2 separate regions of the Rattus norvegicus genome follow, and region 1 is linked to region 2. A link is a contact called in public Hi-C data. All regions are on one chromosome and are shown on one strand. The core of a region is the stretch at or near the end of the contact, and the rest is flanking DNA. Distances in the headings are between cores, read along the strand shown. Region 1 holds the start of Klhdc4 (kelch domain containing 4). Region 2 holds the start of Map1lc3b (microtubule-associated protein 1 light chain 3 beta).

What was found. Hi-C and Micro-C count contacts between places; a contact is called where the count stands out from the background.
Region 1: a Hi-C map of liver shows a contact between it and region 2, with 4 times the contacts expected there. The contact joins the promoter of Klhdc4 here to the promoter of Map1lc3b in region 2. A contact is called at or near these places in 5 of 12 Hi-C or Micro-C datasets (Schwann cells, kidney, liver and 1 more) and 1 of 1 datasets of contacts at active chromatin or transcription factors (oligodendrocytes).

What each region holds. Positions count from the first base shown.
Region 1 is chr19:66,800,726-66,804,333 of GRCr8, reverse strand. Klhdc4 (kelch domain containing 4) reads left to right here and starts at 1,763. Exons shown (of 12, transcript NM_001427547.1): 1 at 1,763-1,909. The coding sequence starts at 1,811.
Region 2 is chr19:66,573,222-66,576,898 of GRCr8, reverse strand. Map1lc3b (microtubule-associated protein 1 light chain 3 beta) reads right to left here and starts at 2,304. Exons shown (of 4, transcript NM_022867.2): 1 at 2,189-2,304. The coding sequence starts at 2,228.

The DNA.
Region 1 (3,608 bases), core at 514-3,013, 230 kb before region 2:
CACTGAGCTACATCCCCAACCCAGGTGGGATTTTTTATGAGACATGGCTGCCTTTGAGTCACCCATGTTCCCGTAAAAACAAACAAACGGACAACTCAGTAGTTCAACAAGCTGGACTTGGAATAATTTCTTTGATCTTTACGTTTATCTGTCTGTCTATCTATCTATCTATCTATCTATCTATCTATCTATCTATCTATCTATCTATCATGTTTTTTTGAGACAACATTTCTATGTGTTGCCTTGGCTGTCCTGGAACTCTATAGATCAGGCTGGCCTTGAATTCATACATATCCACCTGTCTCTGCCTCCTGAGTTCTGGGATTCAAGGCTTGCTTTATTAGTGCCCACTTTTATTTTTAATACAATATATTTTGGTCAGATTCTTTCCTCTCACCAAACTCTGCCTAGATAGCCTACCACACACACACACACACACACACACACACACACACACACACACACAGAGAGAGAAAGAGAGAGAGAGAGAGAGAGAGAGAGAGAGAGGCTTTTGGATGGTAAAAATACTTCCTGATTGGCTTCTCCTTTGGGGGTGAGGTAGGGCTGTTGAGGGATGCACACCTCAGATAGGTTCTAACTGAGATGAGCTTTCTGAAGACAATCTCAATTTCAGCTTTGAAAGATATGGAATACAGTCGGGCAGTGGTGCAGAGCCTTTAATCTCAGCACTGGGAAGGCAGGGGTAGGCAGGCAGCTCTCTTGTGAGTTTGAGGCCATTCTGCTCTACAGAGTGAGTTCTATACAGGGAAACCAGGTCTCAAAAAAAAAAAAAAAAAAAAAAGGGAACGCTTCTCGAATTTGCGTGTTATCCATCCTTTTGCAGTGTTATCCATCCTTTTGCAGGGACCATGCTAAAATCTCTGTATCCTTCCAGTGTTAGCTTACCTGCGGCCAAAGCTAGCACATTTCTTTTTGTCTGTCTTCAGGAAAAAAGAAACCACACAACACCATTGTTTTCCTCAAAAGTAATTTTTCTTCTGGAAGAACTAGGTTTATGGAAAAATCTGGAACTGAGTTGGGAGCTCACGCCTCCTCAGAGCTTCAATGATTAGTGGTTGGCCTGATCCAAGGCAGTTTCTTTAAAGGCTGTGCTTTGGCAGCGTTCCCACAGAGAAAGAAAGAAGATTATTTCCTCGTCTATGTGTTCCCTTTGCCAATATTTTGCTTGCCCTTGTCCTTACTTTGAGCCGTTCCTTGATTACAGCTCAAAGACGACACCCTCTAGGCAATGCACATTTTCACACGGCTCTTTCAAACCGCGGTCCTTCTTCCATTCTATTTGAGTCAAACCCAGGGGCATATTTCCCTATCACGTATTTTGCCAGACCATAAATCAAGCACCGTTGGAGTGTAGATACCTATAACCAGCCCGGATATCCCAATGGAAAGACATGTCCAGTGGAGTCACGCCGCCAGAAGGACAAAGGCCTGACAGCTCCTGGCACATTTTACATGGGGTAGGAAAAGGGGCTGCCTTAACTCAGGTCAGGAATCCCTAAGTACATGGAAATTCCTCTGCGGAATGAGACCTCCAGTATCCCACTTCCTCGCGTTTAAAACAAGTCACCCAGAGTTTGCTGGTGTGCTGGGGAGCGGATATATACTAACGCGGCCCGAGACGCGTGGGCCGGCGGACCCTAAGTACTGGTGGAGTCGGTTGCTCCACGGAACATTAGAAAAACGGACAGGAAGTGACGTTCATATAGCGCGCCGCTCGTTTTTGGCCGGACAGAACATCATCATTCATTTTCCTCCCGTTGCCTCTAGGTACCCCTTCAGAACCTGCGCGATGGGCAAGAAGGGAAAGAAAGAGAAGAAGGGCCGCGGCGCGGAGAAGACGGCCGCCAAGATGGAGAAGAAAGTGTCCAAGCGCTCGCGGAAGGAGGAGGTGAGCGGGACCCGGAGGGGCGGGCGTAGAACGCCGAGCGACTGCGAGCGGGAGACCGGGAACGAGGTTGTCCCCCGGGTCCCAGGGTGGTAGGCCTATGCCTAGCCCAGCGCCTTCAGGCTTCGCCTTCTCTACCGGGTCTCTTTGCAGCCCCGAGACTCCTCGTTTACCCCGTCGTTTCCTCTTCTGTTCGGTTCCGCTTGCCTCCCTTACTGTATGTAGAGTGAAGCAGCTTGGTGAGGCTTAGTGGAGGAGAACTGAAGTTGAGTGACTCCTGCTTTGTCCAGGTCTGCGTTTCAGGAATAAAGCCATAACGGTCCTGCGCCTCCGACCTCCCCGCCCCCGCCCCCGCCCCCGCCCCCGCCCCCGCCCCCGCCCCCGCCCCCGCCCCCGCCCCCGCCCCCGCCCCCGCCCCCGCCCCCGCCCCCGCCCCCGCCCCCGCCCCCGCCCCCGCCCCCGCCCCCGCCCCCGCCCCCGCCCCCGCCCCCGCCCCCGCCCCCAAAGGAGAGCAGATTTTCTTCCAGCAGCACTAGGGAGTGAGCCATATGTAGGGGTTGGGGGTTTTCTCTGTTCGTTTTCGAGACAGGGTTTCTCTTGTCTGTCCTGGAACTCACTCTGTAGACCAGGTTGACCTAGAACCCAGAGAACTCCCGTTGCTTCTGCCTCCCGAGTGCTGGAATTGAAGGCATGTGTCCCCATTAGCAGGTGGTATAAGTAGAACTTAGTAATCAAACAAGTCGCTGGAACTGTGTAGTGTTTCAGAAGAGTTGGTTGGGACCCTCACCGTCATATTCTTTTTTTTTTTTTTTTTGGTTCTTTTTTTCGGAGCTGGGGACCGAACCCAGGGCTTTGCGCTTCCTAGGTAAGCGCTCTACCACTGAGCTAAATCCCCAGCCCCTCACCGTCATATTCTTATAGGCATCCATTATTACATGAGCTACAGGTAGATCCATGCCGAACTTCGGGCTAAGTGTCTTTCCGACCTAAGAGACTATGGAGGCAGCTATGATGACTGAGGTTTGCTCAGTGGTCTGCCAGGCACAGGACTTCCTGGGCTCCCATCCTCATAATCTTGGAAGAAGGAACCTCAGTTGAGGAAATACCTCCGTAAGATTGGCTGGAACGGAGCTGGAGAGATGGCTCAGTTGTTAGGAGTATATGTTGCTCTTCCAGAGGATCCAGGCTTTATTCTATGCACCCACCTTGGAACTCAGGGCTGTCTGGCCTTTGTGGGCACCAGGCACACACATGGCCCACAGACACACATTCAGGCAAGACACCTACACACATGGAATAATGCATTTTTTTTCGGAGCTGGGGACCGAACCCAGGGCTTTGTGCTTGCTAGGCAAGCGCTCTACCACTGAGCTAAATCCCCAACCCTGGAATAATGCATTTTTAAAAACCTGCTTCGGGGTTGGGGATTTAGCTCAGCGGTAAAGCACTTGCCTAGCAAGCGCAAGGCCCTGGGTTCGGTCCCCAGCTCCGAAAAAAAGAAAAAAGAAAAAAAAAAAAAACCTGCTTCTAGGCAAATTGGTGGGGGTTTTGTCTTGATTAGTGATATTGGAGGATCCAGCCCATACCTAGGTGGGAGGCACTGGGACGTTAGGAAAGTAAGCTGAACAAGCTACAGACAAGTAGATAGTAAGCAGCTTTCCTCCTTTGTCTCTGCTTCATTTCCTGGCCCCAGGTTCCTGCT
Region 2 (3,677 bases), core at 1,055-3,554:
GGCTTCCGGCCACTTTCCATAAGAACCAACCCTCCACTGTATGCCTACTGACTACTCCAGGGTTTAGTCACTGCACTGAGTTCACTCTAGCAAACAAACAGCTACGCACGCACCTGGCATGCTCTACGCCTCAGGCTTCAGAGAGGGCTCAGTAGTTCAGAGCAGCCTCTCCCTAAGAGGACCTGGGCTCAGCTCCCACCACCCTCAGGGACTCACAGTCATCTGTAACTCCCTTTTCTGACATCCACGGGCACAAGGCATGCACATGGTGCAGACATATATGTAGGCGAAGACCCACACAGATAAAATAAAATTTAAAAGGTGCCCCGCTTGGCAAGTTCTAGGCCAGCTTGAGCAACAGTGTGGCACAGGTCCTTATTTAATCCCTGCACATCGGGCTGGTCCCTATCCAAATCTGAGGCCAGCCTGATCGGGGCTACATGGAAAAACCCTGTCTTAAAACACAGACAAACAAAAAGCCAGGCACAGCAGCATACCTTGAATCCCAGCGCTCAGGAGAAAGACACAAGGGTTCAAGGCCAGCCCAGGCTACACAATGAGACCCTGTTTAAATCAACCAACCACTGACAGCAGAAACCCTTAACCTAGGTACACAGTGAGATGAGGGCAGGGTCAGAGCTTTAAGGGCAGAAACAGTTAACACAGGTAAGAGGAGAAATGCAGGCCGCAAGGCTCCACCACCACAGACTACCATGTCATTCTGATTTGTCCCAAAGGGAAATGCAGGAATAGTCGTCTTTACTAAAGCTAACGGCCAAAACTGGTGGCCTATAGGACCTGCCAGCCCTGGCTGGCCGCAGGGACAGGGAACCAGGAGGAGGCCTGCAAGAGCTGAGACACTCGGGGCAGACAGCTGTGCAGAGCCAACAGCTTGTACTGAAGCCCAGCTCTAACTGAATGGCACACTTACTCATCGTCTCTCTGCTCACACTGGGCCAAGCAACCTGAGACAGCTTCAGCATCTCCTCGTCCCACAAGAGCCCCCACCCAGGCTTGTACAGAAGATGACAAACGACCAAGTAGAAGCCACAACACGGCAGGGACCCGCTGAAGGGGCCCAGCAGTGTCCGAGCTTAGATGCCTTCACTTCAACCTCTGGAAACCAGGAGTCCAGAGAGCAAACACGCCAAGAGAGTCCGCACTAAGAATCTGCAAACCCACACGCCTCCTGGCTGCCTCAGTCTCCTTCCATCACTGGGGATGATTGCTACTTACTGGAAGTATAAGAATTTATGACAGAAAGCTAATGGGACTCTGCCACTAGGCGGACCCTAAGCTTCACCGCCCCAGGCCCCACCCAGGTGCTTCAGCTACAAAGGGTCGGTTTGGGGGTGAGCCCTAAATCCATCCACCCAGTCAGCATCCCCTCGATCTGGATATTGCAAACTCCAGAGCTCCAACCTAAATCACTCCAAACTCACTGGAAAAGAGCAAAACCAGCCTTGGCCTCCTCAAAGAGGCCGCTAAAACAACGCCTGTGTGGCAAACCTCTAAACTGTCAGTGCCCACCGTCAGGACCAATAAAGTCAGAAGCAAGGAAAGCAGCAGCCATCAGACGCCGGTGCTTTCTTCAGAATGGCTGGGGTAGGGAGAGAGCAAAGGCAATCTAGGGAAAAACATCGCAAGCCAGGTGGAACTTTGGAGAGATTACCCCCGGCCACTCTGGGGACCCGTGTCCTAGCTAATGTGCATGCCTTATTTTTCCCACCCACACTCCTCTCTTGAAGACTGTTCCAGAATAACTTAAGATCACTACAAACAAACAAAACAGCTGTTAAGTTTCCGTTATGAGACAAAGGCCACCTCTCCCACACACACGTTCCCAGGCGACTGCGGGAGTAGAGGCGGGCTGGGTGCTGCCCCGGGGATCGCAGGGCGCCCAGACCTGGGACCCACTAAGGACACAGCCGAGCGCGCCCCGCCTGCGGTGTCCTCCGCCAGTGGGGTCGGGTCTCCAGTCCCGCAGGGAATGCCGAGCTCACTGGTGACCGACGGCCAGGGCGACGCTGCGCGCCCGGGCTACCCCGGGGACTGAGCCGCCAGGGACCCAGACCCCTCCGGACCCCCGCTCCCGCTGCGTCCCAGCCCCGCACGACACCACCAGGGAGACCCTTCCTCCACCCCTCCCGGCACCCAGATCTCCCACTCCCGGGCCCGCGGCGCGCACCGAAGCTCCGGCGCTGTTTGAAGGTCTTCTCGGACGGCATGGCGCGCGGGGGTCCTGGGTCAGACGATCTGGTTCCCGCGACGATCACTTCCCTTGTGTGTCTCCTCAACCCGCAGCCGAGTCAGGTGACTCACGGCGCATCAGCGAGGGTGGGGCCGAGAGCGGCCCGGAGAGAGGCCATGACAGGCGTGGCGGAAGCTCGGCGGCCCGCATGCGTACAAGCGTCCAAGACTTGGTCCTGCGCCTGCGCCTGCGCCTGCGCCGGCTGCGCTGGGCACTCGCTGGTCGAGCATCTATTAGCCATTTCCCCTGGTCGGGTGTTGGTGCAGCGGAGCCCTGCACACCTTATTCCCCCTCAATCCTTGCATGGCCCAGCTGGTGTTCCAGTGCCCGCCCCCTTGCTGATGTATTTGACATTCCTAAATTCAGGCCTCGGTCTTCCCCCCAAAAAAATCTAAAAGCAAAAAACTGACTTGATTCTCGTCTGCCAAATCCTTACGTTTATGGACTCTAAGACGTCTGGAAACTTATGGTTGGATCTGAACTTGCAGCGCCTTCCTTGTGAGTCTTGTGCAGCCACTATCACGAGTATGTATCCCTAAGAGAAGCAAGGTCTGAGGAACTACAGACCCGGAGGGCAAGTTCAATGACGGGTCCTACTTAAGTGTCTAGCCTGTCACTCTCCCCATAAAAGCCCTTTAGTGTATCTGAGCTGCTGATTGTGGAGTCTGAGGGACAAGGCTCACCTAGACTTCCCAGGGTGCTAGCCCATATGTATTCTCATTAACTTCCCACCACCTCTCATACATTTTTTGGTGGGTGGGCAATCAGACTTTGTCCAGGAACTCCAGCAGAGGCCTGATCCATCCAGGATCCACCTTGGAAAGTCCCAGAGGACAGTTCTGTCCGGAGACCTTTATCTCAGCTGTCCCTTCACAGACAGATCCTTCTACCTCAGCTGACCCCTGGGTGGCTTTACCACAGGCATGTCCCTACTTTGACTCCTGCAGGCCCCCCGACTCCATCAGCCTTAGCTGATTACAGCCTAGGACAGGTTTCAGTCTCATCAGACAAGGCCAAGACCAAGGTCCCATCAGCCACCCTTTCACACTTTCTCTGAGACCCAAGCTGCCTGTGAGGCCATGCTGCCTCCCACCTTCCGTTTGTAAGAGCAGGTGACAGGTCTAAAGTTCAAGCCAACCGACAGTATGGAACAGCCACCCCCACCCCCACTGTGATGGCACATTTGAGCCAGCCTTGTGTTTTTACTGACACTGTACTGTCCCTACAGCCCAGACTTCCTCCTTTAACTGGAAACAACATTCTTCACATGATGTTTGTCCAAGAGATCTATCTCCTTATACACCTATGTGAGCAGGAAACGTTCAAAACATATTACTGAAGGGAACCACAGAGGGCCTGCTTGCTTTGCTTTCTTATTGACCTGAGGACTATTGTTTTGTATGAAGCCTCTGGCCTGAGGGGCGAG